Linked DNA regions of Mus musculus: regions 1, 2, 3, 4, 6 and 7 are each linked to region 5. Evidence: chromatin contacts called from public promoter capture Hi-C data. All regions are on one chromosome and are shown on one strand. The core of a region is the stretch at or near the end of the contact, and the rest is flanking DNA. Distances in the headings are between cores, read along the strand shown.

What was found. Promoter capture Hi-C pulls out the DNA fragments that hold promoters and counts their contacts. Capture Hi-C pulls out chosen DNA fragments and counts their contacts.
Region 1: a contact with region 5 is called in a promoter capture Hi-C map of neutrophils, with 6 times the contacts expected there. The contact joins the promoter of Wipf1 here to the promoter of Dync1i2 in region 5. A contact is called at or near these places in 2 of 39 promoter capture datasets (neutrophils and pre-B cells).
Region 2: a promoter capture Hi-C map of liver shows a contact between it and region 5, with 4 times the contacts expected there. The contact joins the promoter of Atf2 here to the promoter of Dync1i2 in region 5. A contact is called at or near these places in 1 of 39 promoter capture datasets (erythroid cells), 1 of 115 datasets of contacts at active chromatin or transcription factors (astrocytes) and 1 of 9 other capture datasets (liver).
Region 3: a promoter capture Hi-C map of liver shows a contact between it and region 5, with 6 times the contacts expected there. The contact joins the promoter of Cir1 here to the promoter of Dync1i2 in region 5. A contact is called at or near these places in 5 of 39 promoter capture datasets (the C10 cell line, hippocampal neurons, liver and 1 more).
Region 4: a promoter capture Hi-C map of pre-B cells shows a contact between it and region 5, with 2.9 times the contacts expected there. The contact joins the promoter of Gpr155 here to the promoter of Dync1i2 in region 5. A contact is called at or near these places in 5 of 39 promoter capture datasets (the 3T3-L1 cell line, hippocampal neurons, liver and 1 more), 1 of 115 datasets of contacts at active chromatin or transcription factors (astrocytes) and 1 of 9 other capture datasets (liver).
Region 6: a contact with region 5 is called in a promoter capture Hi-C map of pre-B cells, with 5 times the contacts expected there. The contact joins the promoter of Spc25 here to the promoter of Dync1i2 in region 5. A contact is called at or near these places in 2 of 39 promoter capture datasets (liver and pre-B cells) and 1 of 9 other capture datasets (liver).
Region 7: a promoter capture Hi-C map of liver shows a contact between it and region 5, with 8 times the contacts expected there. The contact joins the promoter of Sp9 here to the promoter of Dync1i2 in region 5. A contact is called at or near these places in 1 of 39 promoter capture datasets (liver) and 1 of 115 datasets of contacts at active chromatin or transcription factors (astrocytes).

What each region holds. Positions count from the first base shown.
Region 1 is chr2:73,528,058-73,530,757 of GRCm38.p6, forward strand. It overlaps Wipf1 (WAS/WASL interacting protein family, member 1), which reads right to left and starts at 1,430. Exons shown (of 8, transcript NM_153138.4): 1 at 1,270-1,430.
Region 2 is chr2:73,891,296-73,893,995 of GRCm38.p6, forward strand. It overlaps Atf2 (activating transcription factor 2), which reads right to left and starts at 1,344. Exons shown (of 15, transcript NM_001025093.2): 1 at 1,180-1,344. It overlaps Gm10822 (a long non-coding RNA gene), which reads left to right and starts at 1,113. Exons shown (of 3, transcript XR_003953852.1): 1 at 1,113-1,444; 2 at 1,616-1,742.
Region 3 is chr2:73,311,323-73,314,022 of GRCm38.p6, forward strand. Cir1 (corepressor interacting with RBPJ, 1) reads right to left here and starts at 1,270. Exons shown (of 10, transcript NM_025854.3): 1 at 1,095-1,270. The coding sequence starts at 1,166. It overlaps Scrn3 (secernin 3), which reads left to right and starts at 1,330. Exons shown (of 8, transcript NM_029022.1): 1 at 1,330-1,391.
Region 4 is chr2:73,385,032-73,387,731 of GRCm38.p6, forward strand. Gpr155 (G protein-coupled receptor 155) reads right to left here and starts at 1,449. Exons shown (of 17, transcript NM_001190297.2): 1 at 1,234-1,449. Gm13707 (a long non-coding RNA gene) reads left to right here and starts at 1,819. Exons shown (of 9, transcript XR_866430.3): 1 at 1,819-2,325.
Region 5 is chr2:71,210,640-71,213,339 of GRCm38.p6, forward strand. Dync1i2 (dynein cytoplasmic 1 intermediate chain 2) reads left to right here and starts at 1,307. Exons shown (of 16, transcript NM_010064.4): 1 at 1,307-1,435.
Region 6 is chr2:69,204,853-69,207,552 of GRCm38.p6, forward strand. Spc25 (SPC25, NDC80 kinetochore complex component, homolog (S. cerevisiae)) reads right to left here and starts at 1,361. Exons shown (of 7, transcript NM_001199124.2): 1 at 1,212-1,361; 2 at 174-326; 3 at 4-69. The coding sequence starts at 312.
Region 7 is chr2:73,270,635-73,273,334 of GRCm38.p6, forward strand. Sp9 (trans-acting transcription factor 9) reads left to right here and starts at 1,292. Exons shown (of 2, transcript NM_001005343.2): 1 at 1,292-1,457; 2 at 2,491-2,700. The coding sequence starts at 1,437.

The DNA of each region.
Region 1 (2,700 bases), core at 180-2,679, 2.3 Mb after region 5:
TCACGTAATCTAAAAGCGCTCATGTGATTCCCAAAGAGAAAAGCTACTCAGGGAAGACGGTGATGTCGCTGAGCGGATCCAGAACACTTGGAAAACCCAGTCTGCAGCTTCTCTTCAGCCGGCAACCGGCACTCACAGATATGTGTACGATCTGTACACATATGTGTACACCACCCCATGCCTCTGAGAGGATCAGCCTGGTGAACCGCAACTGGCAGGTAATCAGGGTAGAAGGCAGTGCCCTGAGCACTGTAAGAAGCAGAGAGCCCATAGTTTATGAAAGACTTTCTCTCTTTAAGAAGTCAAAAACATGATCTACAAACTTTTAAGTTATTTATCAATTATTGAAATAAGCATTTTTTGAGGAGGCAAAAAAAAATCTATCAAATGAAAATACAGTATTCAAATTATATGGAAGCTGTTAAAAGAAAACCTACCCAGGCTGCACACGTGTCCGCTGTCCCTGTGGGTCTACCTGCAGGCCCGCTCAGGAACCAGAGAGATGAAGGGCAAGGAAGATCCAAGACAGACTAGCGATTTTCAGAGAAAGAGACCAAATCTGCTCACTGTAGAAACCCTGAGGGGTTAGGAGCCTATAGCCCGGGGATATTCCTTGGAGATTAAGCAAGACCCAGTCAAACCAGGTTCCACACAGACACACCTTTTGTTAATCTGAGTTCAAAGTCTAGCCACAAACCGAGGATCTGGGTCATCCCTATTGGATTTCTCTTGCACTAGTTAAGTTTCACTGTTCTTTCTTTGAAAAGAAAAGCATGCTAAAGTAGCGGGAGATGAAGGCTGAAGGGAAGCGGTCCACGATTTAGGGAGAGGCCCCGGGCGCAAAGCCCTGACCCGAGCTGGCCGCCCTTTCAGGAGCAGACATAGGCACCTAGAGCGCGCCCATACCCGGGATCAGGCTGCCCGGGAGCACTGGAGCCAAGTTCTGGGAGCCCTAAACTCCAAAGTCACCCGCCCTCGGTGGAGATGGAGTTGCAGATGCGGTTCCCGGGCATCCCAGGGAGACCGCGGTTAGATCCATCGGGTCCACGGGCGGTCCTGGGTCGGTGCAGCCCCGCAGCGCTCAGCGGGGATCGCGGCATCTCGAGCCCCGGCAGCCGCCGCCCCTTCCTCCCGCGCGGGCTGGACCGCGGGCCTGAGCGGGGATCGCTCCCCTGGGCGCCGAGGACGCGGCCCCGACAACCCGCCCGTCTGCACCCCAACTCCGTGCACCCCGGACGCGCCCTGCATGGTGGGGCGCGGCTCCCTTACCGTGCAGCGGCTCCGGGCGGCTCCTCGGCCCCGCGGCGCGCGGGGCATTTTTTTCTGGGAAACTTCTCTCTGGGTCCGCAGGGCTGAGCCGGGGCGGGCAGGAAAAGCGCTCCGCGCCGGGAGGCTGCGACCATCCGGGAACTTCGCCGAGATGTGCGCCCTCCCCCTCGGCCCGCGTCCTCCCCCTACGGCCCCCGCCACACGCGGACGCCGAGGCAGCCGCTGGCCCTTCGCCCTTCGCCCTCGCCGCGCCCTGACTTCCGAGGCCGGCGGGACCGGAGCCTGGGCTGGGCTCTCCCCGGGGCGGAGGCCGAGGGGTCCGGACCTGCGTGCGCCCAGGAGCCGGACCTGGAAGGGATACCCAACCCAAGACGCTGTCCCTAGAAACTACCCGGGCCTCCGAGTGGGGTGCTCTCCCCCCAACACAGGGAAAGCCTTTTCCGGTCATCTCCACTCCGCTCCCGAATCAGAGGGCGCCCCCCGCTTTGAGAAACTTAAAAGTTTCCATTCACTGTAAAAACTGGCTTCTAAGATGGAGTGGCCCCACTGAAGCCCAAGGGCCACGCGCGTCCCCAATCCCCGCCCACTGGGAGCGCACAGCTCTTCCCAGGGTAAGGTGCCTATCGGTTGGGATTCTTGGAATCTTTTTTTTTTTTTTTTCCACCGACTTCTGCAAACATAGAAAGATCAAGAGCCGAGCGAGTATAAGGAGAAACCCGAGGCCCTTTCACATGGCTCTTGCCAGTTCTCAAAAACACCACTATCAGGCCTTAAAGGCAAGTTAACACTGGGATGACACATTAGAACATATACATTTGAAAGACAAAGACAGTTATGGTCAGTATAACTACTGGACCGGATAGTAAAGCTACCGAGACGACGTAGCTCTCTGGGTAAAGGCAGGGAAGCTTTGAAAGATGCACCTCAGAATGTGGCATCTAGAATGCCTCGGCTTCAGGCTTTCTGTGCTGAGTTGTCCCTATGTGTGCAGTCTCTGTGACATGCTTCTGGCGGATACGATAATCCTGGAAAGACAGCGACAGGGCCACCTCTCCTAAACTCTTATTAGCGTTTTTTTTTGTTTTTTTTTTTGTTTGTTTGTTTGTTTTTTTTTTTTTTTTGGTAGGAGTCTCTAAATGCACTCTTTCCTTTTTGTTTTGTTTTTGTTATTTTTAGGTCTCACCATGAATTCCAGGATGGTTACAAACTCCCACTGTTAACTGTATTCGTCTAAGGTCTATGCTATATTTGCCTTTTATGTATGTATTTATTTAATGTGTACAAGTGGTTTGCCTGCAAATATATCTATCTGTATCATGTGCTTGCCTGGTGCCACAGAGGCCATAAGAAGGTGTGGGATGCCCTGATAATGGAATTACAGACGGTTGGGAGCTACCACGTAGATGCTGGGAATCTAAGTGTCCTCTGTTA
Region 2 (2,700 bases), core at 94-2,593, 2.7 Mb after region 5:
TTACCATTTGGGTGCTAGAGACCCAGGCCATTTGGCGCTAAATGAGTAGTATTCCTGGAACGGTTATTACTTGACAATGGCCAAGGGTTAAGAATTTCTTCAAACAGGACAAACTGAGCTCAGAACAGTCCGTGTTTGGTCAGATGTTAAAAACAGCATTACCTGCATCTGGTGTGAACGTGTCCCTAGTTTATAATCCCCAAGAAACTGTGACTTCCACAAGGTAAACTAGGTATTAGTCGATGGGCCTAGAGTCTATCATGAGTATCCCTTTTACTCAATTATACTGGTGGTAGTTTTACTCGACCTTCCCAGTTTAAGAGTCTCCATTAAAGAAGAGACAATTTTATAATACCTATGTGCATAAAAATAGTTCCCATCTCCTCCAAGGTCTGGTTCAATGAGTGAGCATCCCGGGGAGACATACACACATCTCTCCCTACCTCTCTTCCTTGTCCCTGGGGTAATAAAAGGCACAGATTATTTTCCTACAAAAGCTCTGCAGAACACCGGTCGAAGTAAATGGGGTGTGGGGGGGAATAGCAGAATCAACCTGCACCCACACCTCAGCCCCGCCCCACCTGGAAAGGGGGGGGTGGCGGCGGCGGGAGTGTGAGGGCGGCAGAAAGGACAGAAAAGGCCGAGACCACCAGCAGGTTCTCCATTACCATTGGCTCCATCACGTTCCACCGAGGCCAGAGACCCTTGCTTCCCAATCCTTCAACGCACCATCCCAAACCCTCGATCGCCCGAGTCCCCGGTGGGGAGCCCAGCGTGGGCCCTCTGGGCAGCGCGATCAAGGACTAGCGGCGGGGGTCTCCCCGACAGATGGGCGGATCCGAAGGGCGCCTCGGGGACCTCTCAAGTGACCACACCAGAGGAGAAGTCGGAGGGAGGGGTCGGAGAAGAGCCGTTATTCCTTCTCGCTCAGGCTTGGGAAAGCGCGCGAGGGAGGGGCCGGCCGGAGCCGCAGCGCGTTACCTAACGGTCCGGTCGCTCCGCCAGACCAGAGGCGGCAACGCGGCCACCGCCGTCCGTAGGGTTGGGGTCCACAGCAGGGGCGCAAAAGGGGTGGGAGGCGGGGGGTGGAGACTACAGGCAGCGACGTCGCCATGTTAGCACCTTCTTCCTCTGCATCCCTACAACCTCCAAGCCCGTGGCCCTTCCACCATTACTCACCTTTCCAGGTCACTAATTCATGGTCCTGCCAGCCACCCGCGAGCCCGGAGGCCGGCCGTGTTTACAAACTAGCCCCGGAGGAGAGGGCTGAATCGCACTTTAAAGGCCACGGGCTCCCACAGGCTTCCGTCCTCTCTCGCGAGATCCGACTGACAAACCTTCTCCCCGCCCCACTCCCGGCATCCCTGCCGCTTTCTTCTTGCGCCCCTCCCCTTCACGCACACGCCCCTTCCTGCTTTCCACCGAGGGAGCGCCCGCGGGTCAGGTGACTCCGTCGTGCCTCGGAAAAAGGGCGGGTCTTCAGGAGGGCGGGGGCGGGGAGGCGGGAACCAAAGAACACTCGGACGCGAGTGATTGGGCGAAAAGCACGAAAGGCGGGAAGCAGGTCCAAAGGGGCGTGGCCAAGGTGCCCAAGGACCGTTGTTTCGGTAACCAGGGAACTGCAGAAAGCTGTGATTGGCAGCCGTCGGGAGGCGGGCACGAGAAGCTGCACCGGATCTGGGGCGCGCGCGCAGGTGGCGGAGGAGCGAGCAGGAGGGCGTGGGCGGTGTGAGAGAAGAAAGGTGAGGTCGGGGAGCCTAAAGGAGCCCAGCCCTGGCGCCGGATGTCTCTGTCGTATTGGTTTCTGACTTCGCTAGGGATATGAGACTATGAAGGGAGAAGCGCTTCTGGACCACTCTCCGTGTACCGAGAAGCCAGAGCTGGAGAGAGAGCTACGCTTAAGGTTTTGGAGAGTCGGGGTTTGCCAGTCATCACCTCCGCCCCCATGTGCACACTGAAGCAAAATAAGTCAGCCCTGCGTAGAAAATAGAAACCTTTTCTTAGAGAGTTCTTTGTTCGGATTTTACTAAGCCAGAACTGGAGCCGATCTTCCCCACCACCCTATGTCAAGTATATGGTATATTACATACGAGTATGTTCAAAGGCAGTGATCAAAAGGAAATACACCGTCTTCCACCCCCATGTCACCATATTTTAAAACAAAGCAACGATCTTTTTCCTAGAGAAAAATTCTTGTAATTATGAGTGTTTCTTTTATCAAATTTCCTTTACTTAGTTAGATATAAAAATACAAATTTCAGGGACCGAAGAGATGTCTCAGCGGTTAACAGTACTGGATGCGAGCCGGGCGTGGTGGCTCACGCCTTTAATCCCAGCACTCGGAAGGCAGAGGCAGACGGATTTCTAAGTTCAAGGCCAGCCTGGTCTACAGAGTGAGTTCCAGGACATCCGCAAGTAACCCTTAAGCCGTCTATAACTCCACTTCCAGGGTACCTGACGTAGAATTAAGAAATTAATTAAAATTATTAATTTCAATAGAATCACTTCATTCATTTAAAGCTTAAGAGATCGGTATTAATTTTTTTATTTTTTTAAATTTTCGAGGCAGGGTTTCTCTGTGTAGCCCTGGCTGACCTGGAACTCACTCTGTAGACCAGGCTGGCCTCGAACTCAGAAATCCGCCTGCCTCTGCCTCCCAAGTGCTGGGATTAAAGGCATGCGCCACCACGTCCGGTTTGG
Region 3 (2,700 bases), core at 20-2,519, 2.1 Mb after region 5:
TGCAGTGGCTTCCACCTGTAATCCCAGCATGCGGGGGTGGGGGTTGGGGGTGGGGGCAGGGGGTTGGAGGCAGAAGGACAAGGAGTTCAGGGCTATCCTCCCTAGACAGCAAGTTTGAAGCCAGCTTAGACTGCAGGAGATCCCACCTCAAATAGAGGCTATGAAACACATAAAGAAATACACTCGTGGGGATTAGGAGTACTACAAAATAAACAGAACAAGACTTTTGGGGTCAAGGAGTAAGGCTGAGATCTGGCAAGCCCTCCCCACTCCCAAGGGACTTAAAAACCTAAGTAACTATATTTGCAGATAACCAGTGTTAGCATTTCTTGCACTTTCTTCCACAGATATCCTAATGTACATGCATGCTAATATATACATTCTTTAGATGTATGGTAATATACAGGACCCACAACTGGTTTGGAAACAAAAGCGAAATATATTCTCATAAGTTTGTGTACTTTTGAGTACTTGAGTACTTTTCTTAACACACAGTGCTAAGCCTTCATTTCGAGTTTCTAGTCATTGGCCATACTATCTCATCTAATCTCCCTAAAATTTTTACAAACTAGGGCAACTGACACTGATAATTCTTGATCAACAGTGTACGAGGCTAATGCTCACATCATTGACTATTTTGTGCGAGGCCTCAGGGCTACATGTAACTGTACTGAACTAAGAATCCAAAGCCCAAGCACTCTCCCGTCGCCATTCTTTGGCGCTGTAATTCTCGCCACGGCCCTTCTGTGTCCAGCAACTGGTTGCCCTGTGATTGTTTAAAACGCTCAACTTGAACGCAGCCATCAGAAACACACTACGGGATGGAGAGTGAGCAGAGGGAGGATTTCTGCCAGAAGATCTCCGTTAAGCAGGAGTCTCGACCCAGAGCAGAGTTCACCGGCTTGGGGCTGTAGGAGACGGATCCTGAACGGACAGTGTTATCAAACCATGCGTGGGTCTCCCCACTGACTGACAGGCGGGACTTGGGGGATCATTCCTGCAAGGGGGAAAGATCGACGACTCCAGCCGTGAGGAGGATACGACCCTCCCAGGGAGCTTAGCAATCTCTGCCCTCTCCGGATGCCTTTACTCACCTTCTTGATGTTGGATTTGGACGCAGGATGGAAGTCCTTCTTACACATGAAATTGGCGAATGACTTCCCCATCTTGGCGTCTGAGTCGGAGAAGCCAACCGCTAGGTCTTCTCGGAACGTAAACAAACTCCCGGAGCTTCACCGGAACTGCTAGGCAAGTTTGGGCGAGAACTTCCGAGGTCGGGAGGATGACTACTTCCGTGGTTTGACGCTTGGCACCGCCCCTCTTGCTCTCTTCCGGCAGTCGCTTCTGGTGGCTGCCGCGGCTTTGGCGGCGTCCGCGCGTGCGCAGCAGAGGTAAGCTTGGGGAACCCCCTGTGCGCGATGCTCGCTCTCTGCGGGGTCGCGAGCGGCGGCGGGCTCTGCTGCGTCAGCTTCGATCCGAGCGCGGTCAGCCCGAACAAGCGAGGTCTCGAGGTTCGAGCCCAGCACTTTCTGGCAACGCCGACTCCAGTTGCAAAAAAATTTTCTTTTGCCGCGCAGTTCCCATGTAGATTAAGTTGTCTCCCGGCAACTGTAGGACGTTTGTGAGCCTCGGAAGATTGGTGTTACCAAAAGCACGGGAATAGACTGTTAGAAGCTCAAGAACCTAGGCTCTTCCTTTCCAATTACTGTTAAGGTTTAATAATAATTATAATAATAATAATAATATTATTATTATTATTATTATCATTATGTATACCTCGCCATGTAGCATTGGTTGCCCTTGAACTAACAGATCCGTCTGCCTTTGCCTTCCCAGGCCTGGGATTAAAGGCCTGCGCCACTACACCCAGCTCCCTTCCGTTATTTCTAGCCATGCAGAAGTTTGCTCAGCAAACATCGTGAATGATGAGAACATGTTAGGGCCAACGACTTTCTCCCTGGGTGCGGGTTTCTTAGCTGTTGCCGCCATCCCAGTTTCGGGTAAGCAAGGCTTAGTCCACTGAGGATAGTCACTTAGTCTGGTGAGGATAAGAATGCCAAGGTACAACGGATGTCAGCTTTCATTTGGGTGTTGGCTGTGTGCCAGTTTTTTGTTTTTTTATCTTGTGTTATTCGTGGCGCGGTCCACGTAACGCTCAATCTTCAATTACAGGCATGCACCACCAAGCTGGGTTTTCACCTTCTAGGTGGTGTTTTAATAATTATTTACTTATTTATTTTAATACTGACGGGCCTGGAAAAAAGGAGAATTAATAGCCTGCCTAAATTATGTGTTGGAGTAGCTAACTTTGGAGCACAGTAAGCAGGAGATCAAGAAATTTAGAGGGGCGACACAAAAGAAAAACTGGTACGTCTTCCCATCTTTGAGATGGAGAAGACCCTTTACTTGTTCCATGGTGAACTTGTTTCTTGAGTCATTTTGAGACATAGGCTAGCTTTAAACTCTAGCTCATCCTGCCGAGTCCTGAGATTGCAGGTGGGCTATCATATCCTGCTTTGCTTTCCTTTCAATAAAACATTTATTGTATTTATATTTTTTATTTTGTTTTAAAATATTTAGGATGCTCCCATATAAAACTATGCTAAGAATTGGTTCTTCCTGTTTGTTTTTTTTCAGGGTTTCTCTGTGTAGCTCTGGGTGTCCTGGAACTCACTCTGTAGGCCAGGGTGGTCTGGAACT
Region 4 (2,700 bases), core at 199-2,698, 2.2 Mb after region 5:
CCAGGTTCAACTTCCAATTAACTGAAAATTAAATGAAACTTTTTAAAAGTAATCTGTCCTTTTCCCCCTTTCAATTTTTCCAGTGTTATAAACAGTTCCCGAGGCAAATGAAAGTTAAAATGACTTCTAGTCTGACATAATGTCACACACCTGTAATCACAGCACTAGTGAGGCAGAGGCAGGAAGACCATGGGTTCAAGCCCAGCTACAAAGAAAAGCCAGCCAGGACTTAAATTAGCAGCTGTCTCAAAATAAGGAAGGGAGAAAAAAAAAAACTAAAAATAACTCTGAAGTTTTATCTCATACCATTTTAAACATGAAAACAAAACAAAACGAAAAACCGCTTCTTATGCACATTTTAAGATTAACAAGAACCACAACAAAGGAAGTTTTAAAAATGTCATCCAGTCCTTTAAACTACAAAAACAAGACTTGTTGCAGAACAAACAAGTTGTCCTATCACTGGAAAAGCCAATTCACTGGGCCAGACACTAGAAAACGAAGTATACAAACCATCTAGTCGCATTACATCTGACTTAGATAACATGACCAAAGCACTGAAATTGTAGGTTAAATGCTATTAAGTTCAAATGTGCTGCAGTACTGACTTGAAAGAAAAAGCTTTAAACTGAGGCTGTTCTCTTCTCAAACACTCCTATCCTTTAGACAGGAGAAAAGCCTAATGCCTTGCAGCACTATAAAAAGCACTCTTCAACATCAACAGGCACTCCAGTCACTGCCTTTTCCCTTGTCAATCTGCAGGATCAGACTTTGGCCCGCCAAGATAAGGAGTGCAGAGTCCCTGACCAAATAGATGATACCGAGGGCAGCTGACACCCGTGGAAGTGGAAAGCCAGGGCATGGGAGTCACAACGTCAGGTGCTCCGTAAAGAAGTATGGGAGAAAATTTGGCGCAAAGATCCCGAGGTGCTCAGGAGGGGCAGACACGAAGGCCACCTTGGGCTAAAGTAAAAAGTCCGAGATGACAATGTGAGCACACGTGCAACGGGGTGCTTCGCACCCTGGGGACCGCAGCTCTGGCACCAGAGGGGACAAGTCGTCCCTTGTGAGCAGACCATCTCCAGTGTTCCCGCAGGTTTCAGGCGCAGGCTCTGTGGAGCAGAGGCGGACAGGCGCAGCAGCTAGCCGAGGCGCCAGGGCAGCCTGGCGCTGCCCACTGGTCCGGACCCCAGGGGCAGGGGCCATTGCAAACGCAACTGGGGCTCATCTCACCTGCTAGGTCTGCAGCTCCGGCTGCAAGGAGAAGGAAGCCGATGCTCACAGAGGGCCAAGCAGCGAGCACACCGCCGTCATCTCCCGCCCCGAACCCTCTTGTAGCGGCGTGTGCCAGCGGCAGATGCCCAACCACGTTCCGAGAAAGGGAGGGGTGAGCCGCTGCGGTCCTGTCAGCTACCTTAGGCGTCTGCAGCCCGGTGCCTCCTCCCCGCCTCCGCCCCGCCTTCAGGCTCCGCCCCTGGCCTGGAGGTCAGAGAAGCCGGTCTCCATTCTGCCGTGAGGCCCCGCCCCCAAGCTCAGGACATGGCCCCGCCCCGCCCAAGGCCCCGCCTCCAGCATGGAGGTCCGCGTTTCAAATCTCCACCCCGCCGTCAGGCCACACCCCTAAGCTCCAGTGCTACACTGCACTCCGCCCTGGGGCTCCACCCCAAGGCCCCGCCCCTAGCCAGAAGGCCCGAATGCGGGTCTCCACCTCGCCTTTAGGCCCCGCCCCCAAGGACAAGCGACACCGCTCCACCCCCGGTGCCCGAGGCCACACAGCCCAGTCCCTGCCCTTATGCTTCGCCTCCGCCAAAGCCACTTGGCCGCCGGTCTCCCGTAGCTGTACTTCCGGCTTTTCTCTTCCCACAAGATGGCGGCCGGGTGGGGATTGGCAGTATTGGTTTCCTCCGCCTCTGCTCAGACTCAGGAAGGCCTGTCATCATTTCGGTTAACCTCAGCTTCCAGTAATCCTGTCAATTCCTCTCCTGGTTAGCCTCGTCATTGCATAGTATAGAGTTATAAATGCAAGGATGTGAGTTCAAACCCTGCCTTCTACCTTTCCCAAGCTAGCATGATCTTGACCTTCCTAAATCAAAAGAGATTAAAATATAAGCTTTAGTTGTGTGCTTGATTTAGAATACATTGCCAGCAGCGACTGCTTCTTTTTCTGTTGTGGAGGAACTCTGGCTGTATGCTCTTAGTTTACAGACAGGAATCTCCTAGTATTCTCGGAAGTCTACTGGGGCTTCTCGAAGTCAACGTGTGAAAATGAAGACATTTTCTGAAACAAAAAATATTTCTAATTTAAAGCCTGATCTCAGTGATTTTGTAAGTATTTCTTAAAAAGAAATCTTGCTTTGCAAATTTTACTGTTTTGTCTGGCCACTACTATGTCCTATTAATCTGTGCAGTTTTAGTACAAAGTACAGTACTATTTGCACCTTTAAATTAAGTTACTATATGGTTTACTAAGAAAATAAAAGCCGGGAAGGGAGATGGGATGGGGGAAGGGGGTTCCGAGGGAAAATGAGGAAAGGGGATAAAATTTGAAATGTAAATAAAGAAAATATGTAATAAAAAATGGGAAAAAAAAAGAAAAGAAAAGCCAAGAGCTGGCTTAAGGATATGAAGCCTAAGGAAAGGTGAGCAGAATTGAAACTATTTTTTAAAATGTAGCTTACTCCCTTTTGGTTCATTTTTTGT
Region 5 (2,700 bases), core at 57-2,556:
AACAATGTTCTTCCTGTCAGTTTTCTAGAAGATAAGAAAGTAATGCTTTGGTATTACCTTTAATATTTAGCAAATAACGCTTTAATACTTGGCAAATAATGCTTCAGATTATTCAAATAAATTCTTCAAGCCACATGCATCAGCCCATGCACTTCTGGTAAATTCTTATTTCAATTATTTTCTTTATATTAAAAATCTAACCAGATCCAATAGTATAAAATGCTTTCTTACCAAACACACTTTTTGGAGGAAACTATTCTGTTATAAAATACTAGAAATTATTTTTATGCTAATTATTTTTTTGTTTTGTTTTGTTTTGTTTTGTTTTTAGAGACAGGGTTTCTCTGTATAGCCCTGGTTGTCCTGGAACTCACTTTGTAGACCAGGCTGGCCTTGAACTAAGAAATCCGCCTGCCTCTGCCACTGTCTCCGGAGTGCTGGGATTAAAGGCGTGCGCCACCATGCCCTGCTTAAATTAATATATTTTTATTTAAAGATTTATTTATTTTATTTATACAAGAACACTGTAGCTATCTTCAGACACACCAGAAGAGGGCATCAGATCTCATTACAGATGGTTGTGAGTCACCAATGTGGTCGCTGGGAATTGAACTCAGGACCTCTGGAAGAGCAGCCAGTGCTCTTAACAGTTGAGCCATCTCTCCAGCCCCAATATATGTTTATTTTTGATCTTGTGTCACATGCTACAAGAATCCTCAATAATCCATGGCCCCTGCAAATCAATCTACGAGCACATGCCTATAAATAAACTTCTTAAAATGCCCTTTTCTCAGGTTCATTATGGAAAAACAGGACTTAAGATTTTGTTAATGTTGGGCCACAGACCTTAAGCAGCACATGCTGCATTGTAATCATTGTTCCACGGAAGAAAACACCTTCAATACAAACTCTGGAATGTTCTCATTAGCATTTTAAGGGCAGAAAGATGGCCTTGGTGCTGGGGACAGGAAAGCTAAGACTGACTACATATCCCAGCATTCCTTGCCTCTAGTGGGACCACAACTCCCACAGAGCTTCGCTCGCCCAGGCAGGGCGCCTGGTTGCCGGGACTTGAAGTTCTCTGGAGGTATTGAGGGCTCCGCCCCAGGATGTGAGGTGTGGTTGTCCAGCTTTTGCCAAAGCGGAAACGCTTCGGGCCCCGGGCCGGTGTATCTGTTTCAACCGGGAGATTCTGTTTTACAAAAGGTAAGTCACGGAGAGGCCGCCCCTCTGCGCTGGGCGGCAAAGACTCTGATTCTGTGTGAGACCGCGTCTCGGCGCAGCCATTTGTCCCTCGGCTCTCGCCGTAGCGGCCGCCGCCCATCCCTCTTTGTGTGCTTGGGACGCCGCGGATCTGCGGCGGCGACAGTTGGAGAGGGACGTTCCCGGGAAGTTACCGGCCAGAGAAAGCGATCTCCACTCCGCCACCTGACAGGTCGGTCGGCCGCGCTTCCTTCAAGTCCCTTTTGCCTCTGATGGCCGCTTTGGAGCTCGTAGGGCCGCCCGGCCGATATTCTGACAGCGCCGGCCCGGGTGACTCAAAGCGGCCTGGGGAGGCCACCAGGGCCCTTGGCAACCCTTCGGGACCCTCCGCAGGCGGCCTGGACCCTCGGGATTTGTCCTGCACCCGTCTGGTGGACCTCGGACACACCCCAGCCCGGACCGCACCCTCTTGGCCTTAAGCCTAGGGAGAAAGTAATTCCTTAAGCTTTGCTTGGTTTTTATTAATAAAGATCACTACTACTTGGGTCAGTAGCAATGACCAGGCACCTAGCGTGTGTGTTGGAGGTCTCTGAACACTGTGATTGTAAACATCATTCTAGACACTTTCCTTTTTCCGGAGTTTTAAGAAAATGAACCTGTCAGTCACGGAGCAGAGGCCCTGACCTGTCTGATAATGAGGGAGCTAACTGATCGCCCGTGCTTCAGCGGGACAAAATAGTTAGAGTTGAAGGAAGAAGTATTTCTTCAAACTAGATTCCAGGCAGTATTGGTATATTGTTGACAATTGGTCCTAAACAGAAAATAATATGTATTATTTATCATACATAATACAAAAAAAAATCATACAGAGTGATGTGTATGGAAACTTTCTTCAACAGCCCTTACAGTATGAAGCTTTTTAGAGACCTGAAAAGAGTGGGTGAAGAAACACGAGCTTTGCTTTGCGAGTTTGTTCAAATGACTTGGTTGGGAGTATATATAAGAGTGTATATTCTAGCTGCATATGTATCAAAAGATGGCCTAGTCGGCCATCACTGGAAAGAGAGGCCCATTGGATACGCAAACATTGTATGCCCCAGTACAGGGGAACGCCAGGGCCAAAAAGGGGGAGTGGGTGGGTAGGGGAGTGGGGGTGGGTGGGTATGGGGGACTTTTGGTATAGCATTGGAAATGTAAATGAGCTAAATACCTAATAAAAAATGGAAAAAAAAGTGTATATTAAAGGGATTTCCTGTTACTTGCTCACTAGTTTTTGCCCACTGTCCTGTCTTTCTGAAGTACGCTACCAAGAATTCTCCCTTTTTCATTTACATAGAAGAATGTTTTTCATTTTCATAGATGAATTTTTCCTCCTTACCAAATTTGCCCTTAATCCAACTTTATTGTGATCCTAAGAGATTCCTAGACTTTTCAAGAGGTTATTAACCCAGTTTCCTTAATCAAAAGCATTTAATCCTGCAGTTGTATGGAGAGAGA
Region 6 (2,700 bases), core at 111-2,610, 2.0 Mb before region 5:
TACGGTTTTTATACTCCAGAATCATCTCAGTCATCCTCTCTTCTTCCTTTAATTTCAAAGACATCTTTTCTGAAAGACAAATTACAAGAGATATTTGAATCCCGCTGAAATAACAGTAAAAAATAAATAAGGTCAGCAAAATCCACAAGTTAGGAGTTAAGGGCTGGCAGTACCTGAAAACGCTTTCATGGAGTCCTTGAAGGCGTCTCTAAGTCCCAGCACTTGACTATGATTATCATCGAGTCTGTTTCTGAACTTATCCCCAAATTCATTGATGCTTTGATTTAAGAGTGCCAATTCGTCTTCACCCATTATGTTTTAAGACACTGCAAAACAGAGCACAAAGCTGTATTTTAGTTGCTATCGACACCAAATAAGCCACATTTTCGAGTTTATGTCTGCAGGTTGACTTTGCTACAGAATGGTTAATAATTGAGCAACTCAGCTAGCATAAAGGCAGACTTTAATTCCAACATTTCCAGCTGGGGGCAGGAGAATCTGAGGTAAAGGTCAGCCAACGTCAGGACCAGTCTGATATACAAGAGACCTTTTCTAAATAAACACAACAGGGTGTGAACTAAACGCCTTTTTTCGCCTTTTGTCCCAGCACTGTCCCAGCACATCGGAGGCAGAGAGGCAGAGAGGCAGAGGAAGGTATTTGAGTTCAAAGATAGCCTGGTCAACATTGGGCCAGAACCTAATAAAATGTAAAATAAGATAAAAATAATCCACTAACAGTCCGGTAGTTAGCAACAGGATGATCCAAGCCAATTTGGGCTTAACTGTGGTGGATGTGCATCAATCTGTTCTGAAGGCATGAAGGGAGGTGGAGGAGAGGAAAGAATATGACCAAAACAAGGTTGCACGAAGCTTTCAAGTCATGTTTTAACAGGACCCCGGTGTCACTCCGCTTCTCCTAAAGGACCTGCTCGCAGGCAACGAGACCGAGACTCGAAGAGGTTGGGGGACAGACAGACCTGCAGGTTTTCTGCATCAGACCCCTGGCCGACTGCTCCGTCCACTCCTCCCCCTGCAGGGCGGAAGAGGGGAGTGTGATCGGGACCGAGCAGCGCCAGGACCCGAACTCCGCGGCTAACAGCGGACGCCCGCATTCCAGGCTCTGCGGACCCACGCCGACATGCCCAGGCCGGCTTCCCTCAGCCCGGGCGTGCGGTCGGCGAAGCCCCACAACCCTTCAAACGGCTCCCGACCTGAGCGGCCAGGAACGCCGCGGTCTCCACCAGACTGGACCTGTCCGGCAGGAACCAGCCCGCCGCTCTTCCGTCTGCTGCTCCCGGGTCTGCTGCTCCTCCAGCGCGCAGTCTTTCAATTTCAAACTCTCCACCGCCTGCTTACCCGCCCTTCAACTCCGTCTTCTGATTGGCTGACAGGGCAGACTCTCCGTGCAAGGATTGGTTGATATCGGCCTGCGGAATTCTCGCGGACAACTATGGAGCAGAGCATTCTGGGATTCGTAGTTCTTTGCTGAGACAGCTTGGGACGCGGTCTATAGTGAAGTAGAAGGGCTTGCCCCAGAATGAAGAAAAAAATGTAAAAATTGAAATTTAACTGCTTTCTTTTATGACATATACTTCCTTCTTCCTTGCACTCGTTTTATTTTGGAAATGACGGAAAATCCTCTTGAACAGACTCCAGTTATGATTGATTAGGCTGAAACATCCTGAAAGTTACCAAACTATTTACCCAAACTTAATGTTTGAATTTCCCAAGCTTTTCTAACATTGATTTATCGTGAGTATTTTACTTATTTAATTTTTATGTTTGAACGTGTTTACAGAAGGGGGCATCGGATCCCCTGGAACAGTTGTGAGCCACTGATAATCAAACTCCTCTCCTCTGCCTGAGGAGCAGACGCCCTGCAACTTTGAGCCATGTCGCCAGTCCTTCAGCTGTTGATTTTAAGACCTACTGGCAAAAACAAGCTCCTGGATCTCGCAGAACTTCAAACTGAATGGGATCAGAACACTGTATACTAAAGTAACCGGTGCTCCCTGAAGAGAGACAGATGGAAGCCACCAAGTTATTAAACATATAATTAAAAATACACATAATTTTAAAAAATAGTAAAGATTTTAAGCTAAGATTTGTTAGAAGACAACTTCACAGATGAAACAGACTTGCTAACTACATCTTTCTTTGTAAAACTGAGAAAGATAGGGAATTGAGAATATGCCCTTTAAAGAAAAGGAACTTGAAGTGTGGTGGCACACGCGTTTAATCCCAGCCCTTGGAAGGCAGAGGCAGGCGGATTTCTGAGTTCGAGGCCAGCCAGGTCTACAGAGTGAGTTCCAGGACAGCCAGGGCTACACAGAGAAACCCTGTCTTGAAAAACCAAAAAAAAAAAAAAAAAAAAAAAAAAAGAAAGAAAAAAGAAAAGAAAGAGAAAACAAGGAACTTGAGATGGTCAATATTAAAAAAAAATTATTGTTATTTTCATCTTTGATTATGATAATTGTTTCTGAAAATAACCCTTTGCTTGTAGACCATACTAATATTTCTTTGATTCCCTTTAAGCATCCAAATGCCAACTATAAGATTAAGCTACCAGATTATGGCTATTTTATCCCCAAGTGGTGCACGCCTTTAATCCCAGCACTCAGGAGGCAGAGGCAGATGGATTTCTGGGTTTGAGGCCAGCCTGGTCTACAGAGTGAGTTCCAGGACAGCCAGGGCTACACA
Region 7 (2,700 bases), core at 42-2,541, 2.1 Mb after region 5:
ACCAAGGTCCAGAGAGGCTTTGAAGATGCTTCCAGCTTGCAGAAGGCGGAGGCGCCCACGTGTGGCCTGGCTTTCGCAGACTCTCTCGGTGAAGGCTCCGGAGAGGTCCTCCAAAGGCTGTGTCAGCAGGGTGCCTGATGAAGATGAGCCTTCCTTTGGAGTCCCTTGGCCCTGAAGACGGAGTTTCTAGGCCCTAGCAGTCTGCAGTGGAGATAGTTTGAATCTGAAGCAAGAAAAATGACTCTATAAACATCCCCTAAAACTCGACTTCAACCTGAAATCCGACATGCAAATCTCCACCGGGTTAAACAAACAGCGGTGCAAGCTGCAGCTTCGGCGGGGGTGGCGGTGGGGGGGCGGACGCCGCTCGCGCCGGTCTCCGTTTCCAAAGTTGTTACAATGTGAAAATAAGCGGCTTCGTGCAGAGTGTTGTATGGGCTGATGCTTCCCACCCCCACGCCAGCCCCCAGAAAAACCTGGCAGATAATCAGCACGTCCCACTGTTTAGTCATATTTGACAACTGGGTTAACCTGGTATCTAGGCGCTGGCGAAGCCATACAAAGGGTGCCCTCAATTACCACCAGGAGCTTCTGGTGTGATAGGCACTTGTATTACCCCCTGGGTCAGAGGCCAGAGCGACAATTAGGAAGTCACTTAGACCGCTGGAGGGAAATGGCGGGATGCAGCAGGCTCTGGGCTCTCCTAACAAGTCTGTGGGTGTAGACCTGCCTGGAGAGGCCCAGCTGTCCTTTGCGCCCTCTGCTCAATAGGACTCTGAGTATAAAAAGAGTACGGTGGGAGCAGGAATCTGGGAAAACGACCACGACAAGGATAAATCCATCGCAAGAGTGATGGCTACAAGTTCAAGTTCTTCGCAGCAACAACGTGTACACACAAAGTGAACGCAGACCATTTCTGCTTGTGCCCTAGGCCGGGGTGTCCCTCTCCTGCTTCTTTCCCACAAGTGGAGAGTGAAGACTGTCAGCCCTACGTAGCAAGGTGGCCAGGGTGGTGGGAGTGGTGGGGGCCTGCGGCTTGGTCTCAACAGTACTTAAACCTGGCTTGGTACGTGAGTGTGTGTAAATTTTTAATTGCACTGTAATTTCTTCTGTCCCTAGCCCGCCCCCCTCCCACCCACGCCCGCAGACTTGACTGGCACGCGCCAGGAGCCCGGGCTCGGGCCCCTCGGAGCGTCTGATTGGCTGCGGGGCAGCTCCCGTCTGCTCTGCCTGCGCCCTCATTGGGCGAGAGGCGCAGCCAGCGGCACTTCAAAGCGGGTGCTCCTCGCACTTAGGCTGAGTTTTGCCGGCGGGAGCCCAGAGTCCGCTCGGCGCGAGCGCGGGACGCGGGAGCCGCGCGGGACCTGAATCGTGATTCCCAGCAGCCGCCAGGCTTAACACCGCTCCGGGCCTCGCCGCGCAGCCCAAAACCTGCTATGGCCACGTCTATACTTGGGGTAAGTGAAAAAGACTCGCTGCAAAGGCTTTGCTCATTTTTGTTTGTTTTGTTTTTGTGTTGTTGGTGGTGGTTTTTTGTTTTTGTTTTGTTTTCTTATGGCTTCTCTGGGCCAGAATCTCTCAAGAAACTGTTGCTATACCACAGCTCTGGTTTCCTTTTAGCATTTTCTACATTTCTGGAACCGATCTTTTCAAGTTATTGGAACCTGGGACCTTTTGCCTTTGCAAGAAAAGAATGTCTTAAGCAAGTTCCCTTTTAACTGGTTTTTGAGGCAAAGCCGAATGTTTCTTTTCTTCCCTTCTTGATTTTAACATCACTCCCCCACTCCCAACCCCACCCCCCGCCACTTGGTTTGGGGGTTGTTGCATTACATTACAGTGTTTTCTGGAAAGTCTTGTTTTGCAGGCCACGAAGTTACATTAATAAACACTTACATTAGCGTGGCTCCCCAGTTTGCCCTTGACTTTGAAAGCCGCTTATACTTGGATTCTTTTTGTAATCGTGTGCGTTGTGTAAATATCAAAACTACGTTTCTGAACTATAAAAGAAAATAGCCAAGTCGTAGCCACTCATTCGAGGAATGTTCTAAGAGTTTCTTCCAGCACTGGGTGGCTGTTTTGGCCACCACCCCCCGCCCTCACCCGTTATTTCTTGTGTGTGTTTACCTTCGTGCTACACCCGGAAGGGCGACTTGGGAGCTTCTGGGAGATGAGCGGGCTTATGGCGTCAACCCAAGTCTGATTCTAGACAAGGGTGGCAGCGAACGAAGTGGCGAAAACCGAGGCATTTCTGATCTATAGTCTCACTGAGGAACAACTTTCCTACTCGCTCGTGGTCGCCTCTGTCCTGCGCGGGGCGCGGCGCGTCCCCCGCCAGCGTGCGGGGAGGAGGCGCGAGCCGGGGTGCCAGGGCCCTCCGGGATCTGCGCGGGGGGAACGAGGCTGCTCACCGGTGCACTTTGTGTCTTCCCCCACTTCTCCCTGCCCTCCTCCTCCTCCTCCTCGCTCCCTCCTTCACCCCACCCACTCTAGGAAGAGCCACGCTTCGGAACGACCCCGTTGGCCATGCTGGCGGCGACCTGCAACAAGATCGGCAACACGAGCCCCCTGACGACCCTGCCCGAGTCCAGCGCCTTCGCCAAAGGCGGCTTCCACCCCTGGAAGCGCTCCTCGTCCAGCTGCAACCTCGGCTCCAGTCTCTCCGGCTTCGCTGTGGCCACGGGCGGCCGCGGCTCGGGCAGC